2 separate regions of the Gossypium hirsutum genome follow, and region 1 is linked to region 2. Evidence: chromatin contacts called from public Hi-C data. All regions are on one chromosome and are shown on one strand. The core of a region is the stretch at or near the end of the contact, and the rest is flanking DNA. Distances in the headings are between cores, read along the strand shown. Region 1 holds the start of LOC107918831 (truncated transcription factor CAULIFLOWER A-like). Region 2 has its middle 21 kb from the start of LOC107918640.

Evidence for each region. Hi-C and Micro-C count contacts between places; a contact is called where the count stands out from the background.
Region 1: a Hi-C map of leaf shows a contact between it and region 2, with 2.2 times the contacts expected there. The contact joins the promoter of LOC107918831 here to the enhancer-like site in region 2. A contact is called at or near these places in 3 of 34 Hi-C or Micro-C datasets (hypocotyl and leaf).

What each region holds. Positions count from the first base shown.
Region 1 is chrD13:17,292,138-17,296,226 of Gossypium_hirsutum_v2.1, reverse strand. LOC107918831 (truncated transcription factor CAULIFLOWER A-like) reads right to left here and starts at 1,425. Exons shown (of 8, transcript NM_001327154.1): 1 at 1,241-1,425. The coding sequence starts at 1,425.
Region 2 is chrD13:17,103,555-17,107,237 of Gossypium_hirsutum_v2.1, reverse strand. No RefSeq gene overlaps it. Among protein-coding and RNA genes, the nearest start is that of LOC107918640, 21 kb to the right of the region's middle. Within about 2 kb of position 2,102, at least 1 of the 9 cell types and tissues checked has an H3K27ac peak or open chromatin away from gene starts, as enhancers often do. A contact at or near this core is called in leaf, where this site is marked.

The DNA.
Region 1 (4,089 bases), core at 176-2,675, 190 kb before region 2:
TAATGAAAAAAAGGGATATATGCATCAAATATCAATTAATTTAAATTCAAATAATTACCATAAATAGACAGACACCATATCTATAATATATAACTGAAGAACTTGAATCACAAATTGTAGAGTTTTCTTTTCCTAGTTATCAAGCTTTATAAATAATTTTCCTTTATTCCTTTTCTCACTTGAACCAGTAACTGGCTATTGGTGACATACATGTAACTAAATCAGCTAAAAGAAGAGCCCATTGGAATATATAAATTTTAGAAAGCAGTTTATTAGCTTGTTTAGGGTTCAAAAAGGAATCTTCAAATTTGAGGTGTGGAACTACCCCTCATGGAGCCCTAGCCCTACTCCCTCTGTACAAAAATTGTCAAATCCGTAATTTTCTAACTACCAAAAAGATACCTCTTTTTGGCCTTGGACAGTTGTTGGATGAAAGAGTTCTCAAAAGCCAAAGAGGGTCTAGGCCTTAAGAGCTGGTGAAGAAGAAGAAGAAGAAGATACATGTATAGCAGTTGTTGCTTGTAAGGACTAAGGAATATGAATACTAAAAGGAAACACCCAAAGGAGAGAAGATGACAAAGATAGTAACCCTGTTCCAAAACCAAAAAAATAAATTGTAAAAACAAATTTATTTTCATAAAAAACATAGCCATATTTTTTAGGTTTTGTTTTACTATCTTTAGAAGAAAATATGTTTGATAGCATGATTTTACCTTTTGAGATGACAGAAGATAAAATTTATTACAAAGTTCAGTGTTGCTTTTCCCTTCTTTTATAACTTGGTATTAATAATTTAGTCCATAGAATGGATGCTTTGTATTTTCTCCTAATTGAGAAAGTTGTAGTTTAAATAAGGGGAAATTTTTTATTGCTTCTTCTTCATCATCCGTTGGTCAATAACCTTGTTTTAGCAAGATGAGGCCAAACTTCCCCCTCAAAGCTTTCCATTCTTTTGCTACTTCAACATCTCTGAAACACTTGTAAATTCTATTACTGATATAGTTATAGTCACACTTTTTACTGAACTGTGTAATATTCTTTAATTTTTTTTTCACCTGTTATAACCATTGCATGAAATCCAGGAGAAACTGCTAATGACAGTGCCTCAAAAACCACTTTCATAAACATCTATTTTAGTTTAAAAGCCAAAAAACAAAAGTAACTTTATCTTTGTTTCTCAAAACCTTGGAGAATACTTTTTACAAAAAATAAAAATACCCAGAATGAAGGGGGGAAATACCAGGAATCAGTGGAGTATTCAAAGAGCTTCCCTTTGTGGGAGAAGACAATCAAAGCGACCTCAGCATCACACAAGATGGAGATCTCATGAGCTTTCTTCAACAACCCAGCTCTCCTTTTGGAGAAAGTAACTTGCCTGTTGATCTTGTTCTCAATCCTCTTCAACTGAACCCTACCTCTCCCCATTTTCTTTTTTTATAACCTTAAAAAATTGGGGGGAAAAAACCCAGATCCTAAAAAGGAAGAAGGAAGAGGAGGAAGATGGAGTAAAGTTAAAATACCCAAGTTGGAAAAAAAAAAATCTTTTGCTAAATGTGAAGTGTATCTGAGAAAACATGCACAACATATATAGAAATGGAAATGCAGGGAAAAAATAGGAAAAAGAAAATAAGTAAAAAGAAAAAAAAAGTGGTTTTAGGGAAAGGGAGTGGGTTTGTAGATAAAACCAGAGTGGTTTATTAAGAATGTGCTGTCGATCCCTCATTGGTTAACATGACTGTTCAGTCGTTACTGTCTCATGTTGGAACCACAATTTTATTTCTTCTTTTTATTAAAAAAAATAAGGAGTTTTCTTCATACAGCCTATAGATACCGTCAGAAGCTGTACGGAGAACCCTCGCTGTCACACACTCACACAGCTGACGGCGGAGATTTTCTTTTTCTCTCTTAAAACCAAATAAATTATAATACAGAGGTTTATTATTGGAAAAATAACAATCTTGTAGTGGGTATTATAAATAATATGAAATGATACAAATTATTAAAATATAAAATAATAATACCGTACGAGGTAAAATTCACACGTAATCTAGTTTCATTTTCATTGGTGGTCTTTAAAATTATACATTTATTATTAATTAATAGGATGATCATTGCAGTAATAAATTGATGTAATCAATTTTTTTTACATCAATTAAAATTTTGATCCATATCAATCATATTAGCCTGTTGCACCCAATTCTGATCGTGCTCACCAAAACATTGCACACTAATACATGAATAATTTAATAAATATAAAATTTCCATTTTGTTACCGTTATAGTAATAAATGATAAAAACTTTCATTAAAATATTGTGCATCATTTGATGCATAAATATTTTATATACATATATTAAATATATTTTAAAATTATCAATAAATTTGAAACAATTCATCGAAACAAACTCATATCAATATGCACCAATTTCAATGGAATAAATGATATATCTACTAGTACATACTAACTACCTTGATTTATTATGATTCATACTTTTTTAAAAATATTTTTTGTAAACTACACTTAGGGTGAGTTTGGATGGGCGGTGCGTTTACCTACGGTTAGTGTAAAAATAGGGGTGGCGGTGAGATTAGATACTATAGCGATACTGTAACATGAGACAAAAAGTAAGCTAAACGCACCGCACCACACCCAATCGCTCATCCAAACCCACCCTTATAGTCACTCAAAAATAGGGTTTGTCCTATTTGGTCACTCCAAATTTTTTTCTCAATTTATTTATTCTAAATAAGATAATTGTGTAAATTAGTCACTATCAATTGTTATTTTCTTTTAACAGGTTGTTGACATGGTATATTAGCCCATTGAGTGATAGACACATGACATTTTCATGTTTGACTATTGACTAAAGTTTAGGAGAAAAAGTTTTGGATTAATTATAATGAGGTCTGTAAGCTTTAGTAAAAAGCCAACAAAAAAACCACGTGTCAATCACTCAATGTGTTAATGTGCCACATCAACAATCTACTAAAAGAAAACAAAAATTTTAATGGTGGTGACTAATTCACATACTTATCTTATTTAGAAGGATTAAATTGAGAAAAAATTTTGGAGTGACCGAATAGGACAAACCCTATTTTTGAGTGACTATAAGTGTAGTTTACGAAAAACATTTTTAAAAAATATGAATCATAATAAATCAAGGTAGTTAGTACATATTAGTAGATATATCTTTTGTTAACATCAAGCGTGTTCGTACTAAATAAAAAAGTAAACTCCAACAATTTCTTTGTTCTCAACGCTCCTTAATTTCCAGAAATTAGTTACTTCAACAATCTTTGATGGTTATTTGGGTATCCAAAGTACGAACAAGATGGATGTTTGTTGTCCCAACCATTTCTCTTAGTTCCGATCCCGATAAAGAAAGGGAATCATTAATAACAAAGTTTTCGTGTTGTTGATTCCTAGGCGTAGTGCTTATTCCTCTATGCCACCTATTGGTACTAGTATAGTAGGGTTGACCCACAATACAGACCCATAGGTGTAACCTTTCGCTCAATACTCGAATCAGCAATTGAAGCATCTGAGGTTGTATTAATCGGGGATACACGACAGAAGGAATTACTTTATTTATAAACTTCACCTTCAACAAGCGTAGATTTCTTTTTTGTTTTCAATAGCCTTTTTTCTATTCTGAATAATGTGTCTTTTTCCTAAGACTAAGAGTGGTAAAGTAAATAAAAAAGTAAATAATAAATAAAGTAAAATATATAATAATAATAATCAAATCGCACCATCTCTGTATAAGTAAATGCCTCTTTTTCTCCCGAAGTTGTCGAAATTATTCATAATAAGATATTGGCTACAATTGAAAAGATCTTATCAATAAAATTTCCATTTATCTGCGATCTAGGCATAGGTAGCAATCCATTCTATAACTCTTTTCATTACCCCTAGTGAGAAAATAAAATGATCTCACAAACAAAGGAAGTGTACAGTACAAAATAACATAAAAGTAGACCCATTCCATTTTTTTTAATTCTTTGAGCCTGGAGGCTAAAGAAAAAGTGATAAAAAAAAGTGATGAAAAGTTTTCTATTTTTATAGCAAGTTTCCTAGTTAGAATTGATAT
Region 2 (3,683 bases), core at 853-3,352:
CAAACTTAAAATTTTTCACTCAATTCAATTCGATTAAATGTTCACTCCTAATTTCAATTATAATTAATTAATTAATTAATTATTATTATTAGTTGAAAAATTAACATTTATTTTATTGTATTACATTTTTTCTTTTAAATTTTGAGATGTTATTTTTATAACAATTTACCATGCTTTTTTATCATTTTAGTCCATTAACAAATAACATGTTTTAAAAGTTTTAAAAAATCATTTTTTTTCTTTTCTTTTCTTGCCACTTTAATTAAAAGATAAGCCATAGTTGCTTATTACTCCTCCCCATTTCCAATTATTAATTTGAGAAAGAGATATAGAATTTATTTACCAGATAAATATGCATTTATTCATCAGTAAAATAAAATACTACAAGTTTTAACCTTTATGTAGTAAACAACTTTATGTAGTAAACAATAAAAAAAAACCAAATTCTATTGGGAGAATTTAATAAAATATGTTTTTAGATATACATTAGGTTAATTAAATAGTAAAATTTTACATTCCAACCAACTTAACCAGATAGGCTAATGTAACCAACCTATAATGCGTTAAAATAATCTTACATTTCAATAATCTTATTACAATAAGTAATATTACATTTGTAAACCAAACACCTCATGAATGTCAACTCAAATTTGACATAGAATATAACTAAAATATATTGATCAAATTGAAAACGTGTGAATACCTTTTGTATAAACAACTTAGATCTAACATGTTAAAAATTAACTATTTTAAAATTTATTAACATTGTTTGTTTTTTAAATGTGTTAGATCTAAGTTGTCAATAGGCATATATATATTTACAATTTAATCTACGTGTTTTAAATATATGAGTAAACTACACCCAAGATCACTAAAATATTAGTAAGTTTTTAAAAAAAGCTTGGCTAGAAAGCTCTAAAGGATGATTCGACGATTAGTACGGTGGATTAATACCCATCGACGAGTAGAAGATATAGCTTAGACCCAAGTTGACCTAACGGTTAGTTTCAAAGATCGGAGAAGAAAATTATTTAGATTTTGACTCGCAAATTCATAACGTTTAAAATTGTTTCATGAAAATAACTAAACTATAGAAGAGAAGGGAAACCGAGAAAGGGATGCTTTTGATTAGTGTAGGCGATGCGAACAAAGGTCATATAATAGCAATTTTAATAGTCTAGTGACCTAAATAAAAACTTTTGAATAATTCAGTGACAATTTTTATCTTTTTTAAGTTGAGTGACCAAAATATCAACTTAGTAATAGTTTAATGACATTGGGTGTAGTTTACCCTAAATATATTTCACACCATATTTGAACGGGCATTTAATATCTAAATTGATAAATAGGTTGATGAAAGAATCTATTGATACAATACTAATATTTCAATAACTCAATTAGAACCGTTTGAATTTTAAAAACTCATTTAAAATCTGGATATTAGCATAGTGATATTTGATGCAATTAGCTCCTTTAATTGATTGATAGTCGTTAATATAACACAAAAAGTTATTAAATATAAAAATAATAAATATTGTCTTTGACTTACATAGTGTGGTAGTTAAAATTTTTGTCAAACATCCGTTTGACATAGATTCGAGCTGTGATACTCCTACTCCCACCCTATTACATTATCAAAAAAAAATATAATAAATACTAAATTAGTACACGATTGAAAAGAAATTGTATGTAAAAATTACATTAAAAAAGACTAATGGATTTTTTTTGAAATAATAAAACTAAAACATTGAAGTCTCATCATGGCTTTCGAGTTTAAATTATTTTTTTATAAATTTTATATAAAAACATAAAAACAAAATTTTAATTAATTAATCAACTTAATATCTCATTTAATTTTTGCCTCAAGAATCCATTTAATTTATCGAAAAAATGAAAAATGAAAAAAGAAAGCACTAGTTTCAAGTTTCACCTGATAATTAAACAATTTAAAGGAAAAAGAAAGCAGGCAATTGCAATTGCAATCACAATCAAGGAGACAGTGAAGCAGGGGATAAGGAAACGTGTCGAGGAGTGATTGGGTTAGGACAGTCGATCGAACATCTTCTTTTCTTCTTGGGTTTAGAACTTGTCTTACAGGATATGAATGTCCACAGTTCTGTCCCAACAACCTGGACTCTTGCAGCTACTTCTACACGTGTCGACTGCACAACTATGAACCCTTCCTTAAATTTCTATTTATTCCCTTTTATGCCCTTCTTTCTTTTTTTCCCAATTTCACAATCATAATTGTTTAAAATCAGGAAATTTGTACTTGGTTTTAATCATAAATACATAGTTTTTCCGTTCAAACTTCACACCATTGGATTCAAATACTACTGTTTGGTTTTTCTTTCCTTAGGGAAACCAAATTTCCATTTCAATCATAACTTAAAAGTTAAAAAACAATAATATTTTATTTTATGATGAAAATTTTATTTTTCAAGAAATTATATAAGAGTTATTGATAATTTTTATGTACTTGAAAAATTATTTTTTAGGTCCTATATTATAAGTGCAATAAACAAAACTCTAAAAACGTGTTTTGGATGGTGTCATAGGATGCTATCAAATGTCTTTATTATATATGAAAAATAAATGATGATGCTAATAATAATATTAATGATAAAAGATAATTCACAACCTCCTAAATTTACTTGTAGAATTATTCCGCTTTTTCCTTTTCTTTTTAGTAGATTTCTTTTGCATGTATCCATTTTTGTGTGTGAATTATTGGGATAATATTTGAGTTTAAATATTCTAATTATTATCATCAGCTAATTCGGAGCAAAGGCATATCTATATTCTAATATGCTGTACTTTTTTACAGGATTTAGATAACAAATATTCAAATTAATCCGCTTTACTTTTATAAATAACATATTTGGATATCCAAATTCACTATTTAAATTTTTTATTTAAAAAATATTTTTACAATTACTAAATGAGAATGTTTAACAACTTTGGATATTTGACGTAAATTTTATTCAACTTTACTCGGATTTGATGCAAATAATAAATAAATTTGAATTTTAAAGTAAATTTACGAATTAGAAACAAGATTTTACAAAAAAAAAATCACAAATATTCATCCATTGTCATACTTATAACGTGATACCATAATAAGCAAATAATCCAATTACAACATGTGATGCTACTTAGATGAAAATCGAAAGTTTGAAACACTATTCCGAACTAATAATGAAATATTATCAAATAGTAATATGTATGGTTTGAATCATGAATGCCCTTGCATTATATGTTCTGCTTATCTATTTTTTATATTTTAAGAATTAATTAAAGAGGTATATCGTCTGTTTAATCTCGTTTATGAAGTTAAAAAATTTTATCGTCAATATATCAAATAATTATCCATTATGCCTAATCACATTAAAAAAAAAGTGGCTTTTCTCCTTTAGATGCTACTTAGAGCGGCTTAAATTCTAATCTAAGAACCAAAATACCACCCTATGCATTTATATCAATCCCCATACATATGTATAGCCAGAGGGCACTAATTTGTAGCCATGGATCATTTCTATTTAGCTTTTGTGGTCAAGGGGTACTTTTTCTTTCCTTAAAAAGGTAAAGCATAAAGCATATCACATGCAATACTAGATACTCTAATTAATAAAACCCTTTTGCCTATGTAAGTTGTATTTCAAGTTTTTCAAGGAATAGACACG